Linked DNA regions of Mus musculus: region 1 is linked to region 2. Evidence: chromatin contacts called from public promoter capture Hi-C data. All regions are on one chromosome and are shown on one strand. Each heading gives the region's core, a stretch centred on a gene start, on an enhancer-like site or on the middle of the called end of the contact. The rest is flanking DNA. Distances are from core to core; before and after follow the strand shown.

Region 1 (4,641 bases), core at 1,798-4,297, 630 kb after region 2:
CCCCAGCTGTTGGTGGCATTCGACAAGGACACACTCTGCGCTTCCATACTTCTAACACAAGTTTATTTGTGATGTTTCCACCTTATAGGAAACTACATGATGAAGTCCAAACACCAATAAAAGGACAATGAAAAACACCATTGAGAGACAGATGGAGAGTTAGAGGCACAGCTGGGACATAAATGAAACAGTAGTGATTTCACACATGAACGCTCTTGGTACAGTCATCCACGGGTCATATATGTGAACGAGGATAGTTGCAGGAGAGAGATGGTGAGGATAGTTTCAGGAGAGAGATGGGGCTGGCAGAGGATGTGTGCGGTTTCTGAGCTGATCCCAAATTATCAAGCAGGCACACACTCCCCTCTGGTGGCCAAGTGTGAAACTGCATTTTTCCATATGAATGATTACTAGTCCTCAAAGATTAAAGTTGTGCAATCAGGTTCCTGATGTTATGAGAATAACTGACTTTAAGCATTTGATTGAATTTTCCAGTCATTAAAGTTGAAAGTCTCATCTTAGAGGAGCTCTAGTTTTATAAGCTTTTTCATCTTTGGCAGTGACTCCAAGGAAGACATGGATAATTCTATTAGGCTGAGACCCAAGCTGTCCTCTTGAGGGCTAGGACATCTTGTCAGCAGATGCCTATTTGATCCTCAGGAGAATAACACACATGGAATTTAGTGAGCAGCAAATAAGAGAATCAAGTAGAAAATCTGACTTAAAAAAAGATTTATTTATTTATTTATTTAAAAAAAGATTTATTTTATGCATGTGAGTCCACTGTCGCTATCTTCAGACACACCAGAAGAGGGCATCAGATCCCATTACAGACGGTTGTGAGCCCCCACGTGGTTGCTGCGAATTGAGCTTGTGACCTCTGGAAAAGCAGTCAGTGCTCTTAACCCCTGAGCCATTTATCGAGTCCTTGCCTTATTTATGTATATGAGCGTGTTTTTCCTGTATGTATGTCTGTACACCAGAAAAAGGCACCAAATCCCATGAGACTACAGTTATAGACCGTTGTTAGCATCTGTGTGTGTGCTGGGAGTTTAACTCAGGACCTTTGGAGGATCAGCCAGTGCTAAGCCATCAATTTAGCTCCCCAGTTGACTCCTTGTAGTTTACATGAGAGAACGATGCGCAGTCTGATAAGCATGAGAGGTTCTTTCTTTTTCCTCCCATCTTGTCTAATAGTTTTCAAGATAAAACACTTCCATGCCTGTGTTGGTGGCTTATTTCTTGTTTTTGTTATTCCATCATAGTTGGCAAGCATATTGCAATTTGTTTATCTTTCCCATTATTTATGGACATGAATGTATGTACCATTCTTAACAGTGCACGAATCGTTGTATGCTTTCTCTAGTCCAATCCCTCTTCTGTGCGAGTCGCAGGGTCCAACTCAGGCTGTCAGGTTTGGCAGCAAGCATCTAATTTACTCTCTTGAGTCAACTTGCTGGCCTACTATTGCTCTGTGATGACTAGAGAGGACTTAAAGATCTCCCATTAGAACAGCTTTCATACACTGTATCATCGTGTGTGAGTTAACAGATGCCAAGAAATTGTAAGCTCTTTTGACTTCATAATGACTTAATGACTATTTACATCAGTGAGGGGAAACTACAAGGTACATAGAAATTCTGTCTGGTAAAATCAGGATGCTCATGTACTTAGGGAGGGTTAAGAAGGGCTTGAAGACCGAAGCCTGTGGTGCTGGCGATAGGGGAGTTCCCTTATCTGTGATAGATACAGTGCTGATGAAAAGGCGGATTTCAAATGCATTCCTGAGTCTGCAGTATTTGAAAGCATGGCAGGCACGGTCTGGGTGGAACTCGAAGGTTGGAAGGAGCACAGAAACAGACTCAGGAAAACAAGCACCCATCTGGAAAAGGAGATCTTCCCAGTGTTCTGCCTTGTCCAAGGGTTCTTACAGAGAGCTGTAACTGCCCATGCGCTAGATTTAAATGAGATGTGCTGGAGATGTAGCAGGAGTGTAAGTGGGCTGACTGTTCACACCCGCCCCTCGGTCACTTTAGAGTTCTGAGAATGTTCACAGTAACCTTGCACGCGACGGACTTACGCTGCTAGGACACCCAGAGCTGTTTTCCTCTTTGCTTATTTTCAACCCAAAGACTGAACTTCATTGTCTATACTCAAGAGAAGTCCTGGTCTCTCCTGCTCCAGTTCTTTTAAAAATTATAAATGTGTCAAAAGATGCTGAAAATGTGTCATCTATAACAAACCCTGAGTATGTTTTCATGACTGCTTGATGCAAACAGCTTTTCTCTCCCCCAACATTAACATGCCAATCTCCTTCGAGGTCCCAAAAGCCATCTCGATAAGTCTGACACATTGTTTTTGTTTATTTGTTTTTTTGTTTTGTTTTGTTTTTTGAGGCAGGGTTTCTCTGTATATCCCTGGTTGTCCTAGAACTTGCTCTGCAGAACAGAGAGATCTGCCTGCTTCTACCTCCCAAGTGCTGGGATTAAAGAGGTGCACCCCCACCACCTGGTGAACATTGGTTTTTAATGTTTTATATAAATATACATGTGGGTCACTTTGATCACTAGCAATTTTCTTCAAGTGTATCAAACTATACACAAGGTTGTACAGCTTACTTTTTTCAACTCCATGTGACTTTTAGCACCAACAGGTATAATAGCCAGTTACACTAAATGAAGTAAGTCAGGAATAAAGGCCCATTGGTAGCTCAAAGGAAACGCTATATTGCTAAGCCCTAGATTCTTTATTTTCTGTTCTGCATGTCCCACAGTGTGAAGATCAGCCTTACGGGGTGGCTCCTTTCACTTTATGCAGTTTTGCCTCTGGACACAAGGGGGCAGGAACTCTCTGGTACAAACGTGGCTGCCATTTTCATTAAGGTTCAGTAGAAAGCACAACTTGAAAAGATCAAAACAGCAGACTCTGTTTACCACACAAGGGGAATGAAAACCTCAAACCCTCACCTCTGAGGATGAGTGGACAGAGGGGAGATTACAAAACTGCAGGAGGGGAGAGGCAAAAACAGACAGACAGACAGACCCTAAAACCTACATCAAGATGAACCCACAGAAACCAGGACAGAGAGGACTGGAAGCCCTTCCTCACTAGGCTGCCTACAACTGTGGAGCTACGTCCTTGATTAGAAAGGGTCCTGCAGCTTCTAGCCAGCACTGTTTGAGCCTTCCCCTCAGCTCATCAGCCTGAAGAGAGTGTCTCCCCTTTCCTAATAACCACATGGCCCTGTATCAAAAGATAAGGAACCCAGCAAATGCCATTGAGTGTGCTAGGACTCAGATCTGTCCCTATAACGTAACCATGAACAGTAAATTGTTTGGTAACCATTTTGGAAAAGCTTGTTTCTCCCACAATACTTTTATTAACATTGTAGGCATTGCTTGGATTGCTTGGGGTGGAATTAAGGGCTCTTTATTTTCTTTTACTGTTTTTTTTTCTCTGTAATTTCCTTACTTCCCATTTAAAATTGGCCACCTCACAAAGAATAAAGGCTGCCCACCATGAAATTCTAAATATATATCTAAAGAAGAAAAGAAATAGTTTTTCTGTCATGTTTATTCAGAAATTGCCATACCATCACAATTTAATGACATTTCAAGTAAAAACTGAAATAGAAAAAAGACATTGTTAATATCAAACATTATTTGTGTGAGCAATTCAATGATTAGAAGGGACTCCAGGGATGTTTCTGATTTGGCAAGACAAAGTTCAATTGGGCTGAGGGTGGTAAGTCCAGTAGTTTTTATAAGTTGTAAGTTTTTCCTACCTGTAAACGTTGTTTCCCCTTGATTAACATGTAGTAACAATAGCAAAGAAGTTTAGAGTGTTTGTCAGGCAAGGAGACATTTGGACAACAGAATTCAAGGCACATGCTATCGCTAGCCCTCCTTCCCAGGAAGCCTGCCATGCCGAGAGAGCTCTCAGGTCCAAAGCTGCACAACTCAGACGGAGCATCTGAGGTTTAAGCCGAGGCAGGTGCAGGATGCTATTCTGTTGCTCTGGCACAACAAAGTACTGCAATATCAGGAGAGAATGGGTGAAAGGCACAGCCAAACACCATTATTCTATTAAGGGTGCAGAGAGCATGATTGTGAGCAATGTGCCTGTGTTTTTTTTTTTTTCCCTTAAAGAATCAAATCAATATATATGCTACCTTCTTTTGTCTCCTGGAAATCAGTTAAAATAGGGTCAAAAGAAACACTTCCAGTTAAAATGATCTTTTAAGTAACTGTGTTTAAGGAGGAAAAAATTAGTTGTGCAGTCAAACAAGTCGGCTTCCTTTAAGTTGAACGTGATGAACTAAAACTGCTATTTCAGCAACTCTAGAATGTGTCCAAATCTGAAACCATGCACACACGTATGTGTGCTTGTGAATGTATACATTATATCACACGTACATAGGAGTGGTGGTGACCTGCTCTCTGAGGATCCGTTTTATCTGGAATAATTATCAAACATTTTGAGCTAAGAAGGTCAGGCAAGATAAAGAGCGGAGTAGTATTAAAGTAATAATTTTTGGCCAAAAAAAAAAAGAAATGGCATTTTAAACATTCAGGTTGCAACTATGACATTTGCTCTTAGCAAAGGGGCCGATATCTTTGAATGTAAATTCCACAAGGTATG
Region 2 (5,124 bases), core at 1,867-4,366:
CCAAAAACCTCTCCTTTCTCTCTAAAAAGAAACAATTTTTAAAGCTTCAATGAAGATTGAATACATATATTTCACCATGCTACAAGTATATATTTTAGTAATATTTAGTTCGCTTAGTACATACAGTAACTGTAGACAAACAAGGTTCCAGTGTAATACCTCTGCGCATGTGTGTATGGTCTTACCTGTGCATCCTCCTACTACCCTTGGTCCTTTCCCCATCCCTCTGACCTGCTTCCTCTCATCTCCCGCCCGCTTTCTGTGTTTTGTACTTTTAATACAGAAGCTGCATCTGAGAGAAAATATGTGCCATTTGTCTTTCTGAGACTTGTTTAGTTGGCTTAACATGACAATCTCCAATTCTCCATTTTCATGCAATGATAAACCGCAATGAAAGCCCATACCCCACATATTACACTTTAAACATCTTTTAAGGAAAAAACACATTCCCAATAACAAATTTTAATTGAATGCCTTTCCCCACCATCAAGTTAAGCAGGCATTCTGGGCAACTTCGGAGGAGATTGTCCTTCCTTTTACAGGGCCCTTCTATCATGACACACAATGTTTCATGTAGTAGGAACCAAGCTATGAAAATCAAGAGGTCCCTCCGACCACTTCATCTGTCAATTTTATTCATTTACATGAGGGGTCACCAGTCAGAGTAGACTCATCAATTATGTTCTTCGGGGTTCAAAACTTGTTTTATGAAGATCAAACCCAGATTTATAGATAATACCATTGAAAAAGAATTTCTAAAACACTCACATACATTCAGACATATTCAAACATACATACTGTAGCGTGCCTTATAAAGCAGAAGACTTCTGCCGGTAAGGTAGAGAAATGACTTAGTAGTTAAAGCCCTTGCCATACAAGCAATAAGGCCGGAGTTGAGATCCCAGAATCCACTGCAAACATGCATGGCTGTGGAGGTAAAAGGGAGGTCAGAGGATCCCTGGAGCAAGCTGGCTGGTGAGACTAACCATAACGTGAGAGTTCTGGGACTGACAGAGAGACACAGTCATCAACCTCTGGACACCATGGTATTCAACAACTTGAAAAATAATTTTGACATATTAATAAAATATGTAACAGGCTTACCAATATCATCATTTTAATCCTATTACATGATTAGGTACAAATATATATTGTATATTTCAGGTTTGTTACTAAGTAACATAACATCAAAATCTAAAAATGAAGGCAGGGGGTGCTGTGTGGCTCAGTGTGGTATGTGCAATTAGCAAGAGCACCTCCCAGGTTCAACTGCCAACACCTAAAATAAATAAGAATGCCAGAGCACAGCTGGGAGACTCAGTTGTCATACTTCATTCCATCTCAGACCTGGGCAATTTTATAAGCACTACTGCTTCTTTTGAAAATGTGGAATGGCACAGTAAAGAAATCATACGTATTTGTAATGGATACAATGGTCCTACGATACCTGATAAAGGAAATCAAAACGTGCTGCCACGGGGCTGTTCACAAACTTCAGCAGGAAAGGTGAATCCCCACTTTCAACACTAGCAAACTCCACAGCGCTGCTGGTATGCACAGTTCCTGTACCAAGTCCCCACATCCTGTTACCATACAGCTAGGGCTTAGCTTCTAGAACTTCATGACTTTGAGTTGAATTAACATGCAAAGGTCACACTGTATAATATGTTCCCAGGAGAGTCTGGGATGTGGTAGCTGTAGGTGAACTGGTAAACTACAGCCACAAGACTCACATCCTGGAGACATCACCATGTTGTCAATTGGGAAAACAATTCTTCAGCACATGCATTTCTCAAATACGCTGAAGGAGAGAGGCAGCTCCCTTGGAATAAATCTAAGCAAGGCATCTGTCTTTATCAAACTGAACTGAGGAGAAGGGCCAGCTGCTTACATCCCAGCTGGAAGCATAAGGATCTGAACTAGGGTCTCTTGAGAGCACCTGTAAGACCATGAGGCGAGTACAGTGCTGTCCATAGCCCTGGTGCTAGGGAAGCGCCAGGACTCCACTATTTGTACAGCAGAGCTCAGTGCAATATAATTCACAATGGCCACATATGGAAACAACTCTATTAACCAAACAAACAGTATTATGTACACATAAAACAGACTTCAGAATGTTGGTGATAACAGTCTGGCTCCATAGCCCACCCAGGCTAGCTTCAAATCCATGCTTCGCCTGCATGGAGCCTCCCAAGCGCTGGGCGGACAATTGCGTGACACCATATACAGCTCACAATGGAGGACTATTCAGACATAAAAAGGACTCAAGAACTGACACATGATACAAATGGACGAAGCTTAAAAATATCACCCGGAGGGCAACAAGCCAGTCACAAAAACTCCACTTAGAGGAATTAGCTAGAATAGGCAACTTCACAGAGGAAGAAAGCGAGAGGCCGAGAGGCCGCTGAGGCTGGAGAGGAGACAGAAGGGCGAGCCCCACAGTTAGTTTCTGTTTCTTTTAGTGGCTTTAGGTTTCTTTACAAAAACTAAGAAGTAAGGGAAAGCAGGAAGTCAAAGCAAACAAGTAGATGGCAGAGTGCTTGCCTGCCACTTCACGCCTGGCCATGGTTAGAGCCTCCCCCCAGCCTCACCCACACCAAAGCCTTAAGTTGTTTGAGACTGGACCACCCCACTGAGAAACACTGCACCAACCTCTTCCCATTGGTCCTAGAAGGCTGAAGTGACAGTAGCTATGAACGTACGTGGGAAGACATGGGGAAGGCACACATGTAACAGACACTCAGTGCGTGTCCCCAGCAGTCAGTTATATCCTGTTTGCTTTAACTCAATATAACCACATTTTTCCTTTTGTCCGTGGACTATAATAAGGCTCTTCCATATTATTTCTTACATGAAAAGTGTTTTGCTGCCCACTCCTCTTCATGTGTTCACTGGACAGGTAACACAAATCAGTATTATCAACATAAGCCCTATAATTAACATTGGAATTTACAAAATCAAATTCACAAAATACAGCCATTATTTCTTCAGTAGTTTACAGTCCATGGAAGATGAGTATTCAAACAGCTGCAACCCAATGACAGCCCAGACTGGCCTTCAGGGAGAGGCAGCACTCAATGGCCAGGCACACTTGCCAGCTAGCCGAGAGGGAAAAGACAGCTCAGCATTTGTAATTCACAGAGCAATTCAAATTCAGCAAAATCACACAGTGCAGGAAGAGCCTTAGGTCAGATGAAAATACCCAGAGGTTTGAATGTCAGATCCATACAGACCAAGTGCCCTCTGACAGTGCCTGCCGGGAGTGCAACCTACAGAGAGGTTAACTGTTGCCGCTTTGAACTTTCAAAGATAGAGTGCTGTTTTGTTTACATTTGGATTAAAACACTTTAAAAGTCATCCCAGTCTTTACAGTAGTTTCAGTTTTTGTGGATACCTGTGTGTAAAACAAAAATCAATGTTTGTGTGTGCGTGCACATACACATACACTTGCCGACATGCCAGGTAAGTCTTGGCTATAACATTCAGAATCCTGGTCCTTTTCCATCCTAGACACTGGCTTTTGACAGGCAGCTATGAAACTGAAGAGGGGTGTGAGGGTGCAGCAAATGCGGTAAGAGTGTTCTTAAAGAACTTGTTCTCTATAAACACACTGCACAACTTTGATTTCAGCCCTTTAGCTTCAACGTAATTCCAGTACATTCTTACAATCTTTAATATTAAACAGCCAGCCGCAAAATGAAAGCTAAGTTACACAGGTCCACATTTGTCAACTGTTGGCTCTCTTACTTAGCCTTATGAAAATAACAGCATGTAAGATCTGTTGCCAGCCATCAGTTGAAAGACCAGCAGCACACAACACACAACATACAGCACACAACACACAGCACACAACACACAGCAACACAGCACACAGCACAGCTCACAACATACAGCACACACCACAGCATACAGCACACAGCACAACACACAACACAGCACACACCACACAGCACAGTACATAGCACAGCTCTTAACACACAGCAACACAACACACAGCAACACAATACATAGCACACAACACACACCATAGCATACAGCACAGCACATAGCACAACACACAACACAGCACACACCACACACCACACAGCACAACACATAGCACACACCTCAGCACACACCACAGTACAACAGTCCACAGTTTCATCCCACTTGAAGGTTTTGCACAGAACAATTTAAAAATTACGAATTACAAATTAACTCAGTTCTTCAAATCAAAATAAAGTAAGGAAAATGTTCTTAATAGGTGCAAATAGCATGACATTACATAATCCAAAATGCGCTATAACAGCCCGCTAGGTAGAGCTCATAACCAGAAAGCACAAATCTGCGAAAAGCACCTTACCTAGTTTGTGTAAACTCCCATAAGTAACTAATGGGTAGCAGAAGTTTGTAAGGCTGGTCGAGCCTAGGTTTCTGTCAGCACGTTTCCTCCCAATTTGATTCAAGAGCATGTTTTATTAGTGTGAGTGTCCTGGAAAAGGCAGCAGCTGGGCACAGAAGCCCCCTCTGCCAGTGTCCCTAACCTTGCCCTGTGTATGGGCCTCCACATTCTTGTGTGCGTCAGAACTGCTTGGCGGAATGCAAGTTCTCTACATCGGAATGTAAACTTACTCCTGTCAGGGAAGACAACCAGGAGATCAGAGCACAGCAGAGAAGCTGAGACACTGACAGGCGATCCAAATTTACCAAATCATCTAAAACGCCAAACTATCAGAGAGCCTATTTCTCATCTCGTCATTCCTAGAAAGTGATAGACACTGAATGTTAATCTCCTTATAAATAAATCTAATTAACTAAAATGTAAGTAACCAACTGATGCTCCTGAACCAAAATCAATGTATGTATCGATGACTTCAAAGAAAGAGTCACATCTCATTGTCTAGACAAAGTATGGTAGCAACTGTGGAAGCCTGGAATTTCATTCCCCAAGTCAAGAGAAAACAGCAAAGTACACTGAAAAACTTGCCATAAAAACACACTGAATCTTTTTAAATGTTTTACATTCACTCAAAAATTAGCAGGCACTAAATAAAATCATACCTCATGTAAATTACAAAATGTGTGTGTGTGTGTGTCTGTGTGTGTGTGTGTCTATGTCTGTGTGTGTGTGTGTCTGTATAC

The links. Promoter capture Hi-C pulls out the DNA fragments that hold promoters and counts their contacts.
Region 1: a promoter capture Hi-C map of the HPC-7 cell line shows a contact between it and region 2. The contact joins two enhancer-like sites. A contact is called at or near these places in 8 of 39 promoter capture datasets (the C10 cell line, the HPC-7 cell line, cranial neural crest and 5 more), 1 of 15 datasets of contacts at CTCF or cohesin (large pre-B cells), 19 of 484 Hi-C or Micro-C datasets (CD4 T cells, the P5424 cell line, brown adipocytes and 12 more) and 3 of 115 datasets of contacts at active chromatin or transcription factors (T-cell acute lymphoblastic leukemia, astrocytes and embryonic stem cells).

Annotation. Positions count from the first base shown.
Region 1 is chr3:79,809,009-79,813,649 of GRCm38.p6, forward strand. It overlaps Tmem144 (transmembrane protein 144), which reads right to left. Exons shown (of 12, transcript NM_001379543.1): 12 at 3,556-4,641. Among named protein-coding and RNA genes, the nearest start is that of Gm26420, 24 kb to the right of the region's middle. Within about 2 kb of position 3,048, at least 8 of the 459 cell types and tissues checked have an H3K27ac peak or open chromatin away from gene starts, as enhancers often do. A contact at or near this core is called in the HPC-7 cell line, where this site is marked.
Region 2 is chr3:79,175,770-79,180,893 of GRCm38.p6, forward strand. It overlaps a transcript of Rapgef2 not described here. Among named protein-coding and RNA genes, the nearest start is that of Gm24150, 18 kb to the right of the region's middle. Within about 2 kb of position 3,117, at least 137 of the 459 cell types and tissues checked have an H3K27ac peak or open chromatin away from gene starts, as enhancers often do. A contact at or near this core is called in the HPC-7 cell line, where this site is marked.